Linked DNA regions of Neogale vison: region 1 is linked to region 2. A link is a contact called in public Hi-C data. All regions are on one chromosome and are shown on one strand. The core of a region is the stretch at or near the end of the contact, and the rest is flanking DNA. Distances in the headings are between cores, read along the strand shown.

Region 1 (5,067 bases), core at 1,507-4,006, 380 kb before region 2:
AAGAGACAATGGCTGGATGTAGCTGAGAAGCAAAGGCTGGTTACATGTAGTGAAGTTCAAGTCAGCATGGTATGTTGCAGAATCTGATTTGTAAAAGGGTGACTTGGGAGCATTAGGTAGAATGTGTGGTGAGGTCTAGGTAAAGCATTCTGGGGTTTGCGGGTGTGGGAGGAGAACATGCCTGAGGGTAAAGAAACCTAATTATGTGAACTCTAAGAGGAACTACTTCTCTATTCTTAGCATTTAGCAGTGTCCATACTAAGCACCCAGATATTTCTTTAAAGAACATTATAAGGAGTCAACACAAAGAGGTGAAGACAGAGAGGGATACTGAAAGAAGAATCATGACAAAATAATGAAATTGTTACAATTTTAAGCCTCTTAGTTTTGGAATTATAGATCTGTGTGCTGATATGAGCTTCAACACATAATACTGAGGAAGAATGAGTGTGGGGAGATTCTTTTTTTGGATCAGACATTCTTTTGCACAACTTGAAATTTTGATAACTACACAGTATTTTCCTTTAGAATACGGCCTTTTGGCTAAGATCAAGTGTAGAATACATGTAGTATGAATGCTTCAGGCAGATTTTTTTTTAACAGCAAAATCAATAGCAAAACTATATCAGAAGCCATGACAGAACCCAAAGAAGGGATAAGGGGGGCTATATTAAGTAGGATTGGTGGCAATTAAAATGGAATGTGAATGACAGAGAATTTTTAGGGTAAGAAAATGAATTTGGAATCTTTATCCATTAAAAAAAGCAGGAGTCAAGCAGAGCAGCTGGTTTGTGGAGAATACAATTTGGTGTGAATTATTCCACGTAGAAAACCATATTGCTTTAAGATCAGTTGTTCTTAACTGGGGATGATTTTCCCTCCAGAAAACATAGGGGCAATTTATCTGGAGACAGTTCTTATACTGTCCTAAGTGGGCAGGGGTGAGAGTGGGTCTTACTGGCATTTAATCCATAGATATCAGGGATGCTGCTAAATATCTCACAATGCCCAGGAAAGCTCCCCACAATAAATACTTACCGGGCCCCAAATGTCAATAGGACTAGGGTGAGAAACCCTGTTAAAGACTATCATTACTGAAACTGGAGTGGATTACCAAATTGCTAAAACTCAAAAATCCTTAAACTATATGCCTGGAGGAAACGCCAATGTTACCTTGAACAGTGTGAAAATCTACTTTAAATTGGTTTCCATATAATCCTAGTAAACGTAACAATAACAAGACAGCCAGCTTTTTCTCACAGAGACAGATGGAGGTTAACTATTGATAATTCAGTTCTGATAAAGCGTGCAGATGATTAACCACACATTAATAAACTATTAATTAAAACTAAGTCATTAGTTTCTCCCCAAACGGGGCCATACAACCGTTACCCGCTCCTGTTTCCTGCAAAATGTGCTCACCAAAAGCCAGTTTTCCGGACAGCTCTGAGTATTTAAAAAATTAAGACAAACGGGATTTTTCTAACAATAGGGTAACGACAGTAATTACTGCGGACACTACGGGGAAGTTTCATCAGAGAGGTTTACCGTTTACTTTCAGGGCTGTCGCGTACGAGGTCTGCAAACGGTTGCTGGCTCGGGCTCTGAGCTTCCCAGGGCTCTTGCTCCCAGCAGCGCGACCCTCTGGATTTTTCCCGGGGACACACAACCCGTTTCCACACACACACAGACAATAAGCCCCGACACCATTAACACCAACCGTCCTCAAATGGAGGAAAAACGAACCAGGAGCACTAGCCCACTTTCAACTGGAAGGCATTTTCCTCCGTGAAATTTCTGGCCGGAGGAAGACGAGGAATTGCTGTTTTACAACATGCCGCTGGCATTTCAGACGCCCTACGCTGGATCCCTCACTGCGGGGAGGGAGAGCGAGGAATGGCCGGGGAAGATCACCCCCGCTCGCCCCCAAATTCGCCGTTGGAGGGGCGAGAAGGACATCGCGAAGATCTCTCGACGAGACCGGCTGGCTCGGGGACACCCTCGTGTTCCCTAATCGGGTCCCAGCTCTGACAAGTCTCCTTCCGGGGGTCCCAACGAGGCGTGCAGGCCTGGCTCCCCCTCCGAACTCCGGGCCTCAGGTGTTCCGCCCCGCGCTTCTCCCCGGCCCTCCCCTCGCCACGCAGCCCCCGGGGAGCGCAGCAGCCGCACACAAAGAGGCTTACGCTACCCGAGCGCCCGGCTCAAGGGGAACCGCCGCAGGTCTCGACCTGCAGGCGGGGAGGCAGAGCCCCACAGCTTCCCCACCCTAGGGAGAACCTTTGGCCCCAGAGGTCGCTCCGTCCCGCTCAGCCGGGTCCACTACCCGTCCCTCCCAGACCGCGCTTACCCAGTACCAGCCGCGCTATGTCCGAGGGTAACAACATGACCGAAGCCGCAGCAGGAACCGCCACAGGAGACAAGATTCAGGTAAAAGCCAACACAGCGACAGCTCCTGCGCCGCATCTCCCGGTTCCAGTGGCGGCACTGAACCCGCGGCAATTTGTCCCGCCTCTTTCGCCTCGCGTCCGCCAATCGCTTCCGCCGGAGAAAGAAAGGCGCCGAAATAAAACCCGCCTCGGTTCCCGTCGGATCTGTCGTCACTTCCGTCCTCCTATTCGGAGGGGTGGGGCTGAAGGCGGCGAGGAGGTGGGATGCAGGTGCCGCTGCCGGAGCCAGGGGGCGGGCGGCGAGCGCAAGGTCGCACACCATTGGCGGGCAACGCGCACGCGCGTTTGTTCAGACGAGCGGAGTGTTTTGAGGCGAGCCAGCGCTGGAAGCGCAAAGCGTGCGGGGCTCGGCGCGCATGAGCAGATGGTACCCGCCCCCGGTTGACCCCGACTATTTCCTCGGGAGACCCAGGCTGCGTGTCCACGCTGCGTTTGAACCGGAAGCGGGAATAGTGGGTGTCCACCTGGCTGGAGCCGCAGGGGCTGGTTTGGGGAGGCGAGTGGAGCCGGGACCGAGGCTGCAGCTGCTGCTGCTGTCGGAAATCCCACTTTGGCGGTGCGACTGCACCGTTAGGGGGAGCGTGAAGAGCGGGCAGCGGCTTCTGCGTCGGGGACTGCTGGGGTGTACGAGCCCCTCTGTGCAGGCCCCCGACGGCCGGTCTCACCCGCTGCTCTGGGGCGGACCTTCCCTGCTCGCTGCACTCTCTCCCACTCTATCTCCGAGGCCCTCGCGGATTTAGCCTCGAACCTTCCTCCAGGTGCTGGTCGCACGCTCCTGCCCGTCCCCTTTCCTCCGCCGCCGTACGGTCCAGGTGTAGCTAGAGGTCTTGACTAACAATGTTTTCCCCCCTTTTCTTGATTAGTTTTAAACCGCGAGCATCTGCTGAGGCTTAAACTAGAGTGACGAGAGCACGGACTCAAGAATTTCGTTGCTGGTCTGGGAGTTTTGGCAGACATGTGGGTGACCGCGCTGTCCTGTCTCCCATGTGATAATCCTTGCCGGTGGTGAGCCCTCAAGAGTGTTCGCTACTGTTTTTATCAGGTACCGAGAAGTAAAGGGACTCTTAGAGCTCAGGGTGATCATTGAGGGGGAACCGTGATCGTAGAGGAGCTAACGAGGTTCTGCGAGGAGACCTCGAGTTGTTCAGTTGCCCCCGGAGGAGGATGGTGGGAGCCCGCCAGACCGGGAATTGTATGTAAAAACACAAAGCGTCAGAGGTGTCAGAAGCTCAGGAGTGAGGTCTGGCGTTGAATGAAATAGATGCGGGCATTTTCAGCATGTTGAGGTCTTAGGGATGGATGAGATCACACTGGGAGAACCTCGGGTGGGAAGTGGGGAGGTAGAGATAGTCTTGCAGGTGTGAATGGAAGAGGAACCATCTGAAGAGAGACTTAGGAAACAGGGGAAGGGAAGAATCTGTGATATTTATTGAGCATTTGTTGTGTTCCAGGCACTGTTAAATCCGTATGTGAATCTTTCACTTTGAGGGAGGTAGTATTGTTTTTCGTTTTATCGGTGACAGATTAAGCTTTAGAGAGATTAGCTACTGTGTCCAAGGTTATACAACCTGTCAGGGGCAGGGGCAGGATTTGAACCAGCACAGTCTAACAAGAGATCCACCCTATTAACACCAGAAGAGAATGGCATGCCACAGGCAGAATTCCATACAGGAAGATGTGATGTAGGCATCCTTGTCAGATTCTGCAAAGGAATCTGCTTGATTGAGATCTAAAAAGGAAGCTCGGACTTGCCACTTCAGAGACTGTTGTTCAGGAAGTATGTATGGTTTGAGGAGCATGTTGGTAGAGGGGCTTAATTCTGGGTTAATGTATTGAGTTCAACCGTATCTGTTGACTCTCTTACTCTAGCTGACTATTCTTCAATTCCTTCGGTTTTCTTTCAATTCCTCCAACACACCATGCACTTTTTCATCTTAGGACCATTTGCAGGTACTAGTCTCCTTCCCTGAAATATTGGTTCTCTTCCCTTTTTCTGTGATTGGCACCAGTTCGGGTCCTGGCTTTGTTGTAACCTCTGTTGAGATGTTCCCTGGAAGCTTATCAGAAGTGATCCTCTCCATTGTTGGTGTATATTTTCCTCTTTTGAGTCCTATATCATATTTTGGAATTAGGCATTGATTTTTCACTGTACTTGTTTATTGTCACTCTCCCCCCACCAGTTACGACTCCACAAGGGAAGGATTTGTGTCTGTTTAATTCATTGTGTCTGGCTACCCCTAACATAGTACCTCAAACAGGTAGTGGCCCTGTAAATATTGTTGCATGGATCCGTGAAAGAACGTTTCCTGACTGAGCTGTTTTTGTTTTCTTCAAAGTAATCAATCTTTGAGAAACAGAAGAGAGGAGCACAAAAGGAGAAGAATAAAAAAACCACAGCTTAAAAAAAAAAAAAATTGAGGGCTTCATCTTCCTGGAAGTGTCACATGGTCAGTAAGCTTGCATTTTTTATTATATGATAAATAACATCTTCAGTATACTTCGGAATAAACATGCCTATGTTTATGGTTTTTTGGGTATGGATCTTGTTAAGGTGTTTTTGTTGGTTATGATCCTAGTTTTATTTTCCTTACTGACTCAATCAAGAGGGTTTTAAACCATG
Region 2 (5,569 bases), core at 411-2,910:
TTTAAGGCTCAGTAGTATTCCATCCTACCTACACACCACATTTTGCATATCCACTCTTCCTGGATGGACCGACCCATGGATTGCTTCCACCTTCAGATATTGGGAGCTTTTATGAATATGGCTGTTTAAACATCTCTTTCAGACCCTGCTTTTCAGTTCTCTTGTGCATATATCCAGGAACAGACTTGTTGGATCATACGTTCATTCTATTTTTATTTTTTTGTGGATGTATATACATGCTTTTAAGTAACCTCCCCTTGTTGAGCTTTACCCACCACCACATGTAGTGATCGGGGTATGGAGATTCCTCAGTTCACAGCCCCCTGCTTTCCCAACCGTCTTCTGTTTAGGGAATGGGCATGTTTTTGGGGTAGTCATCTGGCTCTGTGATGTTGAAAAAATAATTTTGGGGCCTGAACAGTCTGCATGTGAACTTTGAACCTAATCTCCGTTTTCCCCGCCGCAGCTCTACCCCCCCCCCAATCCAGTGTATACTAGTGGTTGCTTAAGGTAAATGTGTCAAAAAACAAGAAACAAAAAACAATCCAGGGGCCCCTGGGTGGCTCAGTTGGTTAAGCGACTGCCTTTGGCTCAGGTCATGATGCTGGAGGCCTGGCATCCAGTCCCCCATGGGATCCCTGCTCAGCAGGGAGTGTGCTTATCCCTTCGACCCTCTCCCCTCTCATTCTAAGTAAATAAATAAAACATTTAAAAAAATTCACCGAAGATCAAGTCATGTAAATGACCAACTTGTAAATAACTTTTCTTTGAATTCTTTATTTTTAGTTTTCATTTTATCTTCCTAACTGCATCTTTTTTTTTTTATAAAGATTTTTATTTATTTATTTGATAGACAGAGATCACAAGCAGGCAGAAGGCAGGCAGAGTGAGAGGGGGAGAAGCAGGGTCCCCGCTGAGCAGAGAGCCCGATGTGGGGCCCGATCCCAGGACCCTGAGATCATGACCTGAGCTGAAGGCAGAGGCTTAAACCACTGAGCCACCCAGGCGCCCCCTCTTCCTAACTGCATCTTAATGCAAATTCATTTGGATTCTGCTTCAGTCCCCGGCTGCTGCAGCAGAGTCTGAGGGGTCGGATAAAAGGGAAAACCTAGACGGACATTAGAATACAGAATATTCATTTTTTATTACCAGGGTGGTATCCTGACTCGGATTGAAATCGAAGGTTATTAAATAGCTGTTAGAACTTTGGGCAAGTTTTTCAGTTTACTGGGCTGAAAAACGCAAAATGGGGATCACAATTATAATTCACAGAGAGTGCACATCTCTGTGAGTGAGTGAGAGTGTGTGCATGCGTGTGCGTGCGTGCGCCTAAGCGCACGCTTTGCCAAGGCAAACCCAGGGTGCCCATGTATTAACAGCGCTGAAGTAGTGTGACGTCACCATAGTAACAGGAACCTGTGCGCCTGCGTCCATTTAAAGAGCCGGCCTGGCGTGCTTTGGAATCCCTTCCTTAGCCCGCCCTCTTCCTCGGATCGCTCCGCCTCCCTTTCCCCGCGGCTGGCCCACTACGCTCCGCGGAATCCAAGTCACCAATCAGCGTCCACTTTGCCCTTGCAGTCAATGGCGCGTGCCCCGGTTTCAAAAGCTCGGGGGCGGGCTCCGGGTTCCGCGCACGCGCGTTCGCCTCTCTCTCCCCACGCTGGTTCCGTGTCTCCTCAGAGCCGTCTCTCCGCTTGGCCTGAGGTGTCTCGTGTCTGGGGGCGGTCTGGACTGTCTCCGCCGCTGCCGCGATGGGCAAAACTACCGAGTCTCGGGGGTCGGGAGGCCGGCCCGACCCGGTGCGGAGTTTTAACCGTTGGAAGAAGAAACACAGCCATAAGCAGAGCCAAAAGAAGCAGTTGAGGAAGAAGCTGAAGAAGCCCGAGTGGCAGGTGGAGCGCGAGGCTATCAGCCGCCTCATGCAGAACTACGAGAAGGTGAGGCCGGCGCTGGGGCGGGGGCGCCGGCCAGCGGCGGGGCCCCGAGGCCCGGCGGCGATGGGAGCTCTGTCACGGGGGCCGGGGCGGGGGTGCAGACCCGCAGTCCAGCGGGCCGGAGACGGGGCTGGGGTGACAGGTGCTGGTGGGGGTCCCGCCGAGGCCCCACAGGTGGTCCGCCAGGCGCCGCGGACAAGGCCTCGGGGCCATCCCGGCTCGCCACCCTGCTCCTCGTGAAGTGATGGAGATGCAGCGGCGCTTGAGGGCGGGGAGAGCCCGCAATAGTACTGACGACAGTAGCGGGAGCGGCACCGGTGCTTTCAGCCGCTGACCGGGTGCTTTCCATTAGTTATGGACTCGAGCTGTGGTATGGGTCATATTCCCATTTTACAGGCGAGAACACGGAGGCTCCGAGAAGACGAGGAACTTGTTTTCAGCTCCCCTCTTAGTAGGTGGTGTGGAGTTGAAGCCTAGACCCGCGTCTTTCCAAGTCCAGAGCCTTCGCTTCGGACCATGGTGCCAGGTCCGCAGACTCGACATCATCTCCCGCCTTCCTGTGCTTCTCTCGTTTTCTCTCCTCGGTTCCCGTCCCCGAACAAGAGTTGGCCTAGGAAAGCGGGCCTCCTGGTGCGTCTCTGCCACCTGCCATCCCGCACGGTGGTGGATGTTCTCAGACGAGTGGCCCCGTAGTTATCATTTTAACCTCTGACCCTGCCCCCGGCCCTCAGTCTCCTTGGCAGGGTCCCTACCCCTTCTCTCCGCCCCCCCCCCCCTCGGTTTGCCTTCACCCACCTCACTCAGCCTGTCAGAGATTGCCCCCTTCTGGTGTGCACTATAATCAGGGATTTAATGTAGGGGACATTTCTGGAATTATAGTCATCAAGTGTCCTGCTGGGATAGCTTTCCTTTAAACGGCTCTTAGGTCAACAGTAAGATGAGGTAGAGAACCTTTATTTTTGTTTGGGCTTTTGAGTTAAGATAAATGATAATTTGATCCTGGCTTTTGATCATCAGACGAGTGACTTTGGGCAGGTTATTTATTCTGTCTGCTTCCCTTTTCTTGTCTTTAGAAGGCATCATGATAATACCTATTTTATAAGTTGTTGGGAGGAGTTAGTAAGAAGCATGTGAGGCATTCTGTACAATGCCCGATACATATAAATATATTAGCTGTTACGTTATTTCTATTGCTGTATGCACAGCCTCTTAAAAAACCATTGTAAAGGACGATTAGATTGCATTTTAGAGTCTTCTTTAGCTGGAGTTGCTGAAGGAATGTAGTCTCAGCTTCTCTTTCTTTTGTGTAATTGCGATGCTTATTCCTGTGGACTGGTGACTCCTTTTTTGTATTCTACCCTCAGCCCTTCTGAGTTCATATTCTTTTTTTCTGACTGTGCCAGATGTCTTTGCCTGCCAGGATACCTTAAATCACAAGTCCCAAACTGAGCTCATTAGCTTTGATTTCCAAATTCACAGTCCTTTGTGTGAGTTCCCTCTTGCCACTGTAAAAAATTGCCGCAAACTCCATGGTTTAAAAGAAGAGAAATTTATTCTCTCATAGTTCTGGAAGGCAGAAGTCTGAAGTCCATTTCCCTGGGCTGGAATCAGCGTATCATCAAGGCCATATTCCATCTGGACATTCTCAGGGAAAATCCATTTCTTGCTACTTCCGGCTTCTGGTGGTTGCTTTCCCATGGCTTGTGGCTGCATCACTCCCATCTCTGCCTCCGTGGCCACACTGCCTGTGGTTCTGTGTCAAATTTATTTCTGCCCTTTTAAAATAAGGATGCTTCTGTTCGCATTTAGGGCCCACCCAGAATACTGAGGATAATTTCCCATCTCAAGATCTTTGATAATGACCTGGACAAAAATCGCTTTTGTCGTTTAAGATAATATGCACAGTGCTGGAGGTAAGCATGTAGAGATATTTGGGGATGTTACTTAGCCCACCACATGCTAGCCCCACTATCTAAGCAGACTGCTGAACTAGAAACCTAGGAGTAATCCTAATCCTAGAGACTTCCCTCTCAGCACTCTAACATCCAGTCAGTCACACTGCCTCTCAACGTTTTTTAAATGTTACCCCACCCCCCCAACCCCATGCCTTAGTTCAGGCCCCATCATCTCTTGCGTGGATTACTACAGTAACTATTGCTTGTAATAGGGATTAGCAGGCTTTTTCTGTAAAGGATCAGATAATAAATGGTTTCAGCTTTGCAGTTCAGGAGGGCGGAACTACTCAACTCTGCCGTTGTAACACAAAAGCTGCTATGGAAATTCTTAAACAGATGGTATACTTGTGTTCCAGCAAAATTTCAGTTAGGAAAACTGGTCGCTGGATTTGGCCCTTAGGCCTTATCCCCCCTAATCTATCTTCTGTATTGCTGGCAGAGTGATTCTTTCCAAGGTGAAAATCCAATCATCTTATTCCTGATTAAAACCCTCCCTTGGGGGGCGCCTGGGTGGCTCAGTGGGTTAAGCCGCTGCCTTCGGCTCAGGTCATGATCTTGGGGTCCTGGGATCGAGTCCCGCGTCGGGCTTTCTGCTCAGCAGGGAGTCTGCTTCCTTCTGTCTCTCTCTCTACCTGCCTCTCTGCCTACTTGTGATCTCTCTCTGTCAAATAAATAAATAAAATCTTTAAAAAAAAAAAAAAGAAAAAAAAAACCCTCCCTTGGCTCAGTTACTTTCAGGAAAATGGTCAAATACTTTCATGTGTCAACACGTCCTCCTCCAGTGGAACAGTAATTTATTTGTGGTCAGGCAGACTTGGTTTATCTCACCCAGTTTGGGTTTTGAGTAGCCAAGCTCCTTAATATCCCTGAGTCTCACTTCGTTTGGTTCAGCAGAGGTTAGTAACTACCCAGAGTAGTGAAAGGCTCAAAGAGGTAATACATGTAGACCAAGTGGTGTGCATAAGCATACACGCGAGAACAACTTGTAGTTTCATGAAATGGCTGTGCTCCCTGATGCCTCTGCTTTTTCTTTTCTTTTCTTTTTAAGATTATTCAAAGATTTTACTTATTTATTTGAGAGAGAGAGCGAGAGCGAGCACGAGCAGAGGAAGAGGAAGAAGCAGGCTCCTGGCTAAGTGAGGAGCCCAACATGGGGCTCGATCTCAGGACCCTAAGATCATAACCTGAGCTAAAGTCCGATGCTTACCTGACCAGTCATCCCGCTCCTTGATGCTTCTTGTCCTGGTAGTTGATGTTTCTACCACTTGCAGTGAGCACCCCCATTCTCCCACTCTAGGAACACCTCCCAGTCCTTCAAGATCTAAACTCTTCCTGACCTTCCCAGATGGGGTTAAGGCTGCTGTGTGTCTGTAGCATTTTGAATACACTTTTATTGCAGAATTATCACTAGGCTGTGATGACTGGCTTCTTTGTTTAGCTTTTTCCTTAACTTTCCTGCTAGATGATGAACCCCTGCAGGTCAGAAACCTTTAATACCCTCACCTTTGTGCTTCCCAGTCATTGGTAGCACAGTGCTTGTCCTGAAATAGGTGCTTAGTGTTTGGGTGTTGTTGGGTGCACGAGGACCTTTTCCAGATGGCTTTCTTCTGGTTGGTAAAGTAGGTCTATTCTTTTTGGTCTTTTGTTTGAATTATAATTACTAAGACTTATGAAGCTTTT

The links. A called contact is a pair of places that touch in the nucleus more often than the background predicts.
Region 1: a Hi-C map of muscle shows a contact between it and region 2, with 6 times the contacts expected there. The contact joins the promoter of ATM here to the promoter of DDX10 in region 2. A contact is called at or near these places in 2 of 3 Hi-C or Micro-C datasets (fibroblasts and muscle).

The regions. Positions count from the first base shown.
Region 1 is chr7:96,110,069-96,115,135 of ASM_NN_V1, reverse strand. ATM (serine-protein kinase ATM) reads left to right here and starts at 2,756. Exons shown (of 65, transcript XM_044257704.1): 1 at 2,756-2,899; 2 at 3,311-3,489; 3 at 4,784-4,894. It overlaps LOC122912228 (protein NPAT), which reads right to left and starts at 2,504. Exons shown (of 15, transcript XM_044257714.1): 1 at 2,348-2,504. The coding sequence starts at 2,384.
Region 2 is chr7:95,731,932-95,737,500 of ASM_NN_V1, reverse strand. DDX10 (probable ATP-dependent RNA helicase DDX10) reads left to right here and starts at 1,660. Exons shown (of 18, transcript XM_044257693.1): 1 at 1,660-1,937. The coding sequence starts at 1,752.